Linked DNA regions of Pan troglodytes: region 2 is linked to region 1. Evidence: chromatin contacts called from public HiChIP or PLAC-seq data. All regions are on one chromosome and are shown on one strand. Each heading gives the region's core, a stretch centred on a gene start, on an enhancer-like site or on the middle of the called end of the contact. The rest is flanking DNA. Distances are from core to core; before and after follow the strand shown. Region 1 holds the start of NPAT (nuclear protein, coactivator of histone transcription). Region 2 holds the start of DDX10 (DEAD-box helicase 10).

Evidence for each region. HiChIP or PLAC-seq counts read pairs in DNA pulled down with a chosen protein or histone mark.
Region 2: a contact with region 1 is called in an H3K4me3 HiChIP or PLAC-seq map of stem cell-derived excitatory neurons, with 5 times the contacts expected there. The contact joins the promoter of DDX10 here to the promoter of NPAT in region 1. A contact is called at or near these places in 2 of 7 Hi-C or Micro-C datasets (blood and stem cell-derived neural progenitor cells) and 1 of 1 datasets of contacts at active chromatin or transcription factors (stem cell-derived excitatory neurons).

What each region holds. Positions count from the first base shown.
Region 1 is chr9:110,206,577-110,210,866 of NHGRI_mPanTro3-v2.0_pri, forward strand. It overlaps NPAT (nuclear protein, coactivator of histone transcription), which reads right to left and starts at 1,857. Exons shown (of 18, transcript XM_508739.8): 1 at 1,576-1,857. The coding sequence starts at 1,612. ATM (ATM serine/threonine kinase) reads left to right here and starts at 2,163. Exons shown (of 63, transcript XM_016921933.4): 1 at 2,163-2,262.
Region 2 is chr9:110,646,353-110,650,639 of NHGRI_mPanTro3-v2.0_pri, forward strand. It overlaps DDX10 (DEAD-box helicase 10), which reads left to right and starts at 1,529. Exons shown (of 18, transcript XM_009424123.5): 1 at 1,529-1,959. The coding sequence starts at 1,774.

The DNA.
Region 1 (4,290 bases), core at 607-3,106:
TGGTGGCAGTGAAAATGGAATGTGAATGACAAAGATTTTTAAGATAAGAAAACCATGGCTGGCGTTTTTTGTCCATTAAATGAAAAGCAGGAAGTCAGCAGAGTAGCTGGTTTGTGGAGAAAGAATACTCACAAATTGATGTGAATTATTTCAATTAGAAAATGATACTGCTTTCTTAGGACTTTCTTAACTAGGGGTGATTCTGCCCTCCAGGGGACATACTAGCAATATCTGGAGACATTTTCGCTGATCACAACTGGGTAAGGGTAGGGTGGGGAACGGGTGTCCTACTGTAATCTAGTGAATAGAAGCCAGGAATGCTGCTAAACATCCTACAATATTTGAGCACAGGATAGCTCCCCACAATAAAGAATTATGAGGCCCAAAATGTTAACAGTACTGAGGCTGAGAAACTATGTTTAAGACTATAGTTACCGAAACTCAACTAGATTACCAAACTGCCAAAACTCAGAATTCTTAAGCAAAAGATTAATCAGACATTAACAAAACATTAAACTTGTCATTATGTTTCTTCAAAAATGGATGGTGGAACCATTTCCGTTTAACGTTTCCTGCAAAATGTGCTTATCAAGAGCCCTGCGCAAATAACATTTTTGTGGACAGCGCTGGGCATTTAAAAGAGGCACAAGACAAATGGGTTTTCCGAACAATAAAATAATGGTAGTAATGGCTGTGAATACTATGGGAGGTTTCATCACAGATGCTTGCTATTTACTTTTAGGGACGTCGCATACGACGTCCGTAAATTACTGGCTCGGGTTTTGAGCTTTACCTGGCTCTCGTCCCCTGTAGTACAATCCTCTTTATTCTTTCAGGGGACAAACAACAACAAAACCCGTCTCTCACACAGACAATACACCCTGACAGACAAGTGACCCACAAACCATCCCTCCTCAAATGAAGGTAAAACTAGGGCTAGAAAACGTTCAACTAATTTAAGGCAATTAACCCTCTGAAATTTTTCGCTGATCAAAGGAACAGGAATTGCTGTTTTAAAATATGCAACTGGCATTTCACACCTCTACACTGGACGACGTATTGCGTGGAGGATGGAGAAGGAAGATCACCCCTACTCCCAAATTCGTAGTTATAAGGGCGGGTTATTAGAAGGGCGCCAGGAAGGTCTCTCTACAAAGATGGGGGGCCGGGGAACTCCCTACTTGCCCTATCTTGGTCCCAACACTGAACCAAGGAAAGTGCGCCCAAGGTTGAAGCACACGCAATCCGTCCGTCATGCAGACAAATGCTCTTTCAGGGGTCCTAATTAAGTGTGGAGGCCTGACTTTCCTTCCGAATCCGCCCCAGGTGTTCCACCCCGAGCTTCCCCTCGGCCTTCCCCTCGCCACGCAGCCTCTGAAGAGAGGAGCATCTACATACAAAGAGGCTTAAACTGCCCAGAACCTCCGAATGACGAAGAATCACCGCCAGTCTCAACTCGTAAGCGGGGAGGCAAAACCCCAAAGCTTCCCTACCCAGGGAAAACCTTTGGCCTCAAAGGTCCTTCTGTCCGGCATAGCCGGGTCCAATAACCCTCCTTTCCGGGTCCGCGCTTACCCAATACAAGCCGGGCTACGTCCGAGGGTAACAACATGATCAAAACCACAGCAGGAACCACAATAAGGAACAAGACTCAGGTTAAAGCAAACACAGCGACAGCTCCTGCGCCGCATCTCCCGGTTCCAGTGGCGGCACTGAACTCGCGGCAATTTGTCCCGCCTCTTTCGCTTCACGCCAGCCAATCGCTTCCGCCAGAGAAAGAAAGGCGCCGAAATGAAACCCGCCTCCGTTCGCCTTCGGAACTGTCGTCACTTCCGTCCTCAGACTTGGAGGGGCGGGGATGAGGAAGGCGGGGAGGACGACGAGGGCGAGGAGGGTGGGTGAGAGCCCCGGAGCCCGAGCCGAAGGGCGAGCCGCAAACGCTAGGTCGCTGGCCATTGGTGGACATGGCGCAGGCGCGTTTGCTCCGACGGGCCGAATGTTTTGGGGGAGTGTTTTGAGCGCGGAGACCGCGTGATACTGGATGCGCATGGGCATACCGTGCTCTGCGGCTGCTTGGCGTTGTTTCTTCCTCCAGAAGTGGGCGCTGGGCAGTCACGCAGGGTTTGAACCGGAAGCGGGAGTAGGTCCCTGCGTGGCTAACGGAGAAAAGAAGCCGTGGCCGCGGGAGGAGGCGAGAGGAGTCGGGATCTGCGCTGCTGCCACCGCCGCGGTTGATACTACTTTGACCTTCCGAGTGCAGCGGTAGGGGCGCGGAGGCAACGCAGCGGCTTCTGCGCTGGAAAATTCAGTCGTGTGCGACCCAGTCTGTCCTCTCCCCAGACCGCCAATCTCATGCACCCCTCCAGAGTGACCCTTGACTCCTCCCTCTCCTCACTCCATCTTTCCTGGCCTCTCTCCGGGTTCTTAGCGGACTTGGCCAATAACCTCCTCCTTTTAAACGCCCTGAATTGAACCCTGCCTCCTGCGCATCCTCTTTTCGTGTCACCTTAGGGTTCAGATTTAACTACGCGACTTGACTAGTCATCTTTTGATCTCTCGTATTTAGTACTTTTAGTCAGCGAGCATGTATTGATATTTCAACTTCAACCTCGCGGTTAAGAGCTTGGGCTCTGGAATCATACGGCTGGAATTGGAATTCTGTCAGTCGTGTGGCCGCTCTCTACTGTCTTGTGAAGATAAGTGAGATAATCTTGACCTGTGGTGAGCACTCGTGAGCGTTAGCTGCTGTATTTACCAGGTACAGATAAGACAACTACAGTGGATGATAATGTATGTGGTGATAGGGGAGTACTCTGATGGTAGAGGAGTGACTTTGGTTCTCTGCAAACTCAGCCTGAGACTATCAATTCAGTTTGTGGTGAGACCTCTCAGTGTTACCTTGGCAGATGGTAGAAGCCTTCCAAATGGAAGGAAAAATGCGTGTAAAGGCACAAAGTGTAGAAGGACCCTGAAGTTCCAGAGTGAGGCCTGGCATTGAATGAAATATATTTTGTGGGTTTTCAGCTGCTGAAGTCATAGGAATGGATGAGACCAAGAAAACAAAGCTGTTTTTGAGGTATGAGCGGAAGAAGAGGTATCAGGAGACTTTCGAAACAGTCATAACGGAAGTTAATATGATCATTGCTAACATTTGCTGTGTTTCAGGCACTGTAAGCATGTATATGGGTCCTTACAGGGACTCATAGAGGTAGGTACTAGTATTGTTTTTCCTTTTATCATTGAGAAACTGAGGTTTGAAGAGATTAGTGAACTTGCTCTAGATTATACAGTTTGTAAGTGGCTGAACCAGGATTTGAACTAATACAATCTGACTACAGAGGCCACACTCCTTAGCACTAGAAAAGAATGGCATGCCAAGGGCAGAGTTATTTCTAGGAAGATGGGATATAAGCGTCATTGTCAAGTTGTGCAAAGGGGTCAACTTGGTTGAGATCTAAAAAGGAACACTGAATTCGTCAATTCAGAGGCTCGTAGGAAGTAGGAAATCCTTATCTTTTCGTTTGAACCTTGAGTGGAACCCAGATATTCTGGATTAATGTATAAATGAAGTTCATCTTTATATGGTGACACTCATACTCTAGTTGACTACCTAATAGTTCCTCTGCCTTCTTTCAGTTCCGCCAACATACTGTGTTCTTTAACATTGTAGAACCCTTTGGCTATAAGCTAGTCTCCTTCCCTGAAGTGTTGGTCCTCTAGCCCTTTTTTTGATTGGCACCAGTTAGTTCAGATCTTGGCTTTATTATAAACTCCTCTGAGATATATGTTCCCTGACAGTTTATCTAAAATGATTCTCTCTACAGTTATTTTCTATTACTGTGTTTTTGTTTCCTCAGAGGCATACATCACAATTTGGAATTATGCATTGGTTTATCAATTTACTTGTTTATTGTCACCCTGCTGCCCAGATATGACTTCATGAGGGTAGGATTTGTATCTGTTTAGTTCATTATTTGTTTAGCTATAAGTAGTAAATATTGTTTGCATCTATCAGTGAATGAACATCTTCTGTTCATGTAGATAATACTGAACTGTTTTGTTTTCTTCAAAATAATCATTAAGAAGCTGAAGGTAAGAAAAACAAGTTCAAGGAAGTCACACCATGGGGAAAAAAAAGTCAAGTTTAGGGCTGCCTCTTCCGGGAAGTGTCAAATCTTTAGTATATTTAGGAATAAAGGTGCCAAACCTTATGGTTCTTTGGATATTGCTAAGGTATTTTCATTGGTTAGATTACCAGTTTCATTTTCCTTATTGACTCAAGAGGGCTTT
Region 2 (4,287 bases), core at 279-2,778, 440 kb after region 1:
CCCTGGTTGCCTGAGTCCCTGGCAACCACAAGTCTACTTTCTCTATCATTTTGACAACTCTAAGTTTCTCATATAAATAGAACCATATATAGTATTTGTCCTTTTGTGACTGGCTTATTTCACTTAGCTTAATATTCTTAAAGTTTATCCACGTTGTGGCATGTGTCAGAAATTCCTTCTTTATGAAGGCTGAATAATATTCCATTTTAGGTACATATTATGTTTTGTTTACTCATTCATCAGTTGATAGACACCTGGGTTGCTTCCACATTTTAGCTATAGTGCTGTGGTGAACACGGTATGCAAATATCTGAGACCCTGCTTTCGATTATTTTGGCTATACATACCCAGAAGTGAAATTGCTGGCTCACGTGGAGTTCTATTTTTAATTTTTTGAGGATGTATATACACTTTTATGTAATCACTCCTTATTGAGCTTTACTGTCTACCACATCTAGTGTCCCTGAGTGTGGAAATTCTCTTGTTCACCTCCTGTCCTCACTCCCTTCCAATAAGCCATGTCTTGTTTGGAGGATGGGCATAGAGTTGAGAGTAGTGATCTGGATATGTGGGGTTGGAAAGGAAATTTGAGGGCCCAAAATTCTGCCTGTGAACTTTGAACTCAATTTTCCAATCTCCTTTGCTACAGCTAAGCTCTCCCACCCACATCCGGTGTTTTCCTGGAGGCTGTAGGTAAATGTGTCAAAAAATTCAATTCATTGAAAGCCAGTTCACTTAAATGTCCAACTTGCAATAACTTTTCTATTACCTCCTTTTTTTTTTGACGGAGTTTCACTCTTTCACCCAGGCTGTGGTGAAGTGGGGCGATCTTGGCTCACTGTAACCTCCGCCCCCGGGGTTCAAGCGATTCTCCTGCCTCAGCCTCCCAAGTAGCTAGGATTATAGGTGTGCACCACCACGCCTGGATAATTTTTGTATTTTTAGCAGAGACAGGGCTTCACCATATTGGCCAGGCTGGTCTCGACCTCCTGACCTCAGGTGATCCACCCACCTCGACCTCCCAAATTGCTGGAATTACAGGCGTGAGCCACCGTGCCCGGCCTCTATTACCTACCTCCTTACGTTTAGTTATCATTTTGTCTCCATAAAAGCATTTTAAGGCAAATTCAATTTGATTCCGTTCCAGTTTCCTTGCTGTTGCAGCTAGAGTCTGAGGGGCCCAGAGGAAAAGGAAAACCCAGAGGGGCATAAGAAGAATACAGAATATTCATTTTTATTCCTGAGGAAGTACAACCACCATGGATGGAAATCAGAAGTCATTAACTAGCTGTTTACTTCTGGGCAAATCTTTTGGCTCGTTGGCCCGAAAAGTGCAAAACGAGGGTCACAATTTTCATTCACAGATTGTATGTGTTTACACACATACTCACAAACGCTTAGCAAAGTTGAACCTGGAGCAAATGTGTTAATAGCCCTTAAAGGGTCAGTGTATGACGTCACCGTAGTAACAACAACAGTGCGCATGCGTTTTTTTTTAAAGAGCCGGCGTGCTCCCGGCGCCGCTCAGCTCGCCCCCTTCCTTGGAGTGCTGCGCCCCCGTTTCCCCAGGCTGCTCCTCCCAGCAGGAGCCAATTCGCCAATCACAGCCCTCCTTTTCCTGACGTCATTGGCGCGTGCCCCGGTTTCAAAAGCTCGGGGGCGGGCTTCTGGGTTCGCGCATGCGCCTCTGTGCGTTTGTCCCATGCTGGTTCCGTGAGTCTGGTCTTAGGTGTCTCGTGTCGGGGGTTAATCCGAGCTGTCGCCGCCGCCGCAATGGGCAAAACTGCCGACTCTCCGGGTTCGGGAGCCCGACCCGACCCGGTGCGGAACTTCAATCGCTGGAAGAAAAAACACAGCCATAGGCAGAACAAAAAGAAGCAGTTGAGGAAGCAACTGAAGAAACCCGAATGGCAGGTCGAGCGCGAGAGTATCAGCCGCCTCATGCAGAACTATGAAAAGGTGGGGCCGGCGCTGGGGAGGGGGCTCGGGCCGGCCAGCAGCGGGGCAGCGTCTCACTGCGGCGAGGAGTTGCAGAGTGGAGGTGGCGGATCTGTCACCGGGACCCGGCCGGGAATGAGAGGTCACGCCGGGTGCCACAGCTCAAACCTCTGCACCGTTCTGGCCACTCTTCTGCTTGCCACACTGTTCCTAAAAAAGTAATAGAAATGCGGCCGTACCTAAGGGTAGGGAGACTAATGCTGTAATAGCTACAGTCATATTCATATTAATAATACTGATGACAATAATGGTAATAATGACACCTACATTTTTAAGCACTCACCATGTGCTTACAGTAATTGTTTGACTTGATCTGAGGTATGGATATTAATAATCCTATTTAACAGATGAGATAATTGAGGTTCTAAGAGGAATGAAACTTGTCCGAATCTTTCACGCTTAGTAGGTGGTGTGGAATTGGAAGCTAGATCCATGTCTTTCTAATCCCAAAGCCTTTGCTTTTAACCATGAAGCCAGACTGCATCCCTCAACATCATCTATGCTCCTTCCTGTGCCCACCTCATTTTCTCCACAGGCTTCATGTCCCCATCCAAGAATTGGCCTAGAAAAGCTGGACCGCTGGTCTGTTTCTGTCACCTATCATCCCCACATTGTAGCTGGTGTTCCCAGATGAGTATACCTGTAATGATCACTTTGACCTCCTGACTTCTTCCCCCAACCTCCAGACTCCACAGGTCTGTCAATTCCTCTTTTCCCTTTCCCTAAATCCCATGTTTGTTGGTCTTCACCCACATCATTCAGCTTCTCAGCCCCCTTCTAGTGCAGTACAATCAGGGATTTAACAGATGGAACATTCTTGGAACTAAGGTTGCCATTGTAACAAATTACCACAAACTTGGCGGCTTAAAACAACAGAGATCTTGAGGTCAGGAGTTCGAGACCAGCCTGACCAACATGGTGAAACCCCGCCTCTACTAAAAATACAAAAAAATTAGCTGGGCGTAGTGGTGGGTGACTGTAATCCCAGCTACTTGGGAGGCTGAGGCAAGAGAATCGCTTGAACCCGGGAGGCAGAGGTTGCAGTGAGCCCAGATCGCACCATTGCACTCCAGACTGGGTGAGATGAGTGAGACTCTGTCTCAAACAAACAAACAAACAAAAAAGCCCAGCAACAACAGAGATTTACCTTGTCACAGTTCTGGAGGCCATACGTCTGAAATCAGTTTCACTGGGCCAAAATCAAGGTGTCAGCAGGGACTTGCTCCCTCCAGAGGTTCTAGGGGAGAATCTGTTTCTTGCCTCTTGTAGCTTCTGGTGGCTGCTGGCATTCCTTGGCCTGTGGCTGCATAACTCCAGTCTCTGCCTTCTCCTGTGTCAGTCTATCTCTGTTCCTCTGTTATAAGGGCGCTTACGATTGCGTTTAGGGCCTACACAGATAATCCAGGATAATCACCCCATCCCAAGATCTTTAGTCACATCTGAAAAGTCACTTTTGCCATGTAAGGTAACATTCATCCCTTCCAGAAGTTAATACATGGACATAAGTTGGGATCATTTTTAGCACCACATCCTAGCTCCACCATCTCAGCAGACCGTAGAGCTAGAAACCTAGGAGCAGTCTTAGCTACTTCTCTCTTACCTACTCTTATATCCAGTCAGTCACACTGGTGATCTGTTCTGCTTACATTTTTCAAATGCTTCTTCATCCCTACTGCATTGTCTTCAGTCCCCATCATCTCTTGCCTGGATTACTATAGTAAATATTGCTTTCAACAGGGATCAGCAAACTTTCTCTGTAAATGATAGTGAATGTTTTCAGCTTTGTAGTCCTAAGGGTGGAACTACTCAATTGTTCCCTTGTAATACAAAAGCTGCCATAGAAATACTTAAATGAATGGGTGTTGTTTTTCAGTAAAACTTTAATTAGTGAAACAGGTGGCTGATGGGCTTTGTCCCCTAGGCCTTAAACCTTTTAATTTATCCTCTATACTTCTGCTAGAATGATTCTTTCCAAGATGAAGATCTAATCATTTTACTGCCGATTAGAACCCTTCCTTGGCTCACAGTTACTTTTAGAAAAATTGTCAAATACAGCGTGTCAACATGTTCTAGTCTGCTGCAGAGTAAGTTATTTGTGGTCAGGCTGACCTGGTTTAAATCTCACTCTTTTCAGGTATTGGCTAGCCAGGTTTCTTCACCCCTCTAAGTCTCAGTTTCTTCTTTCAAAAAACAGAAGTTATTAGCCACCCAGAGTGTTGTAAGGCCCAAATGAGATAATGTGTATACACCAAGTGGTACATGATAGGCATATATGAAGGAACAGCTTGC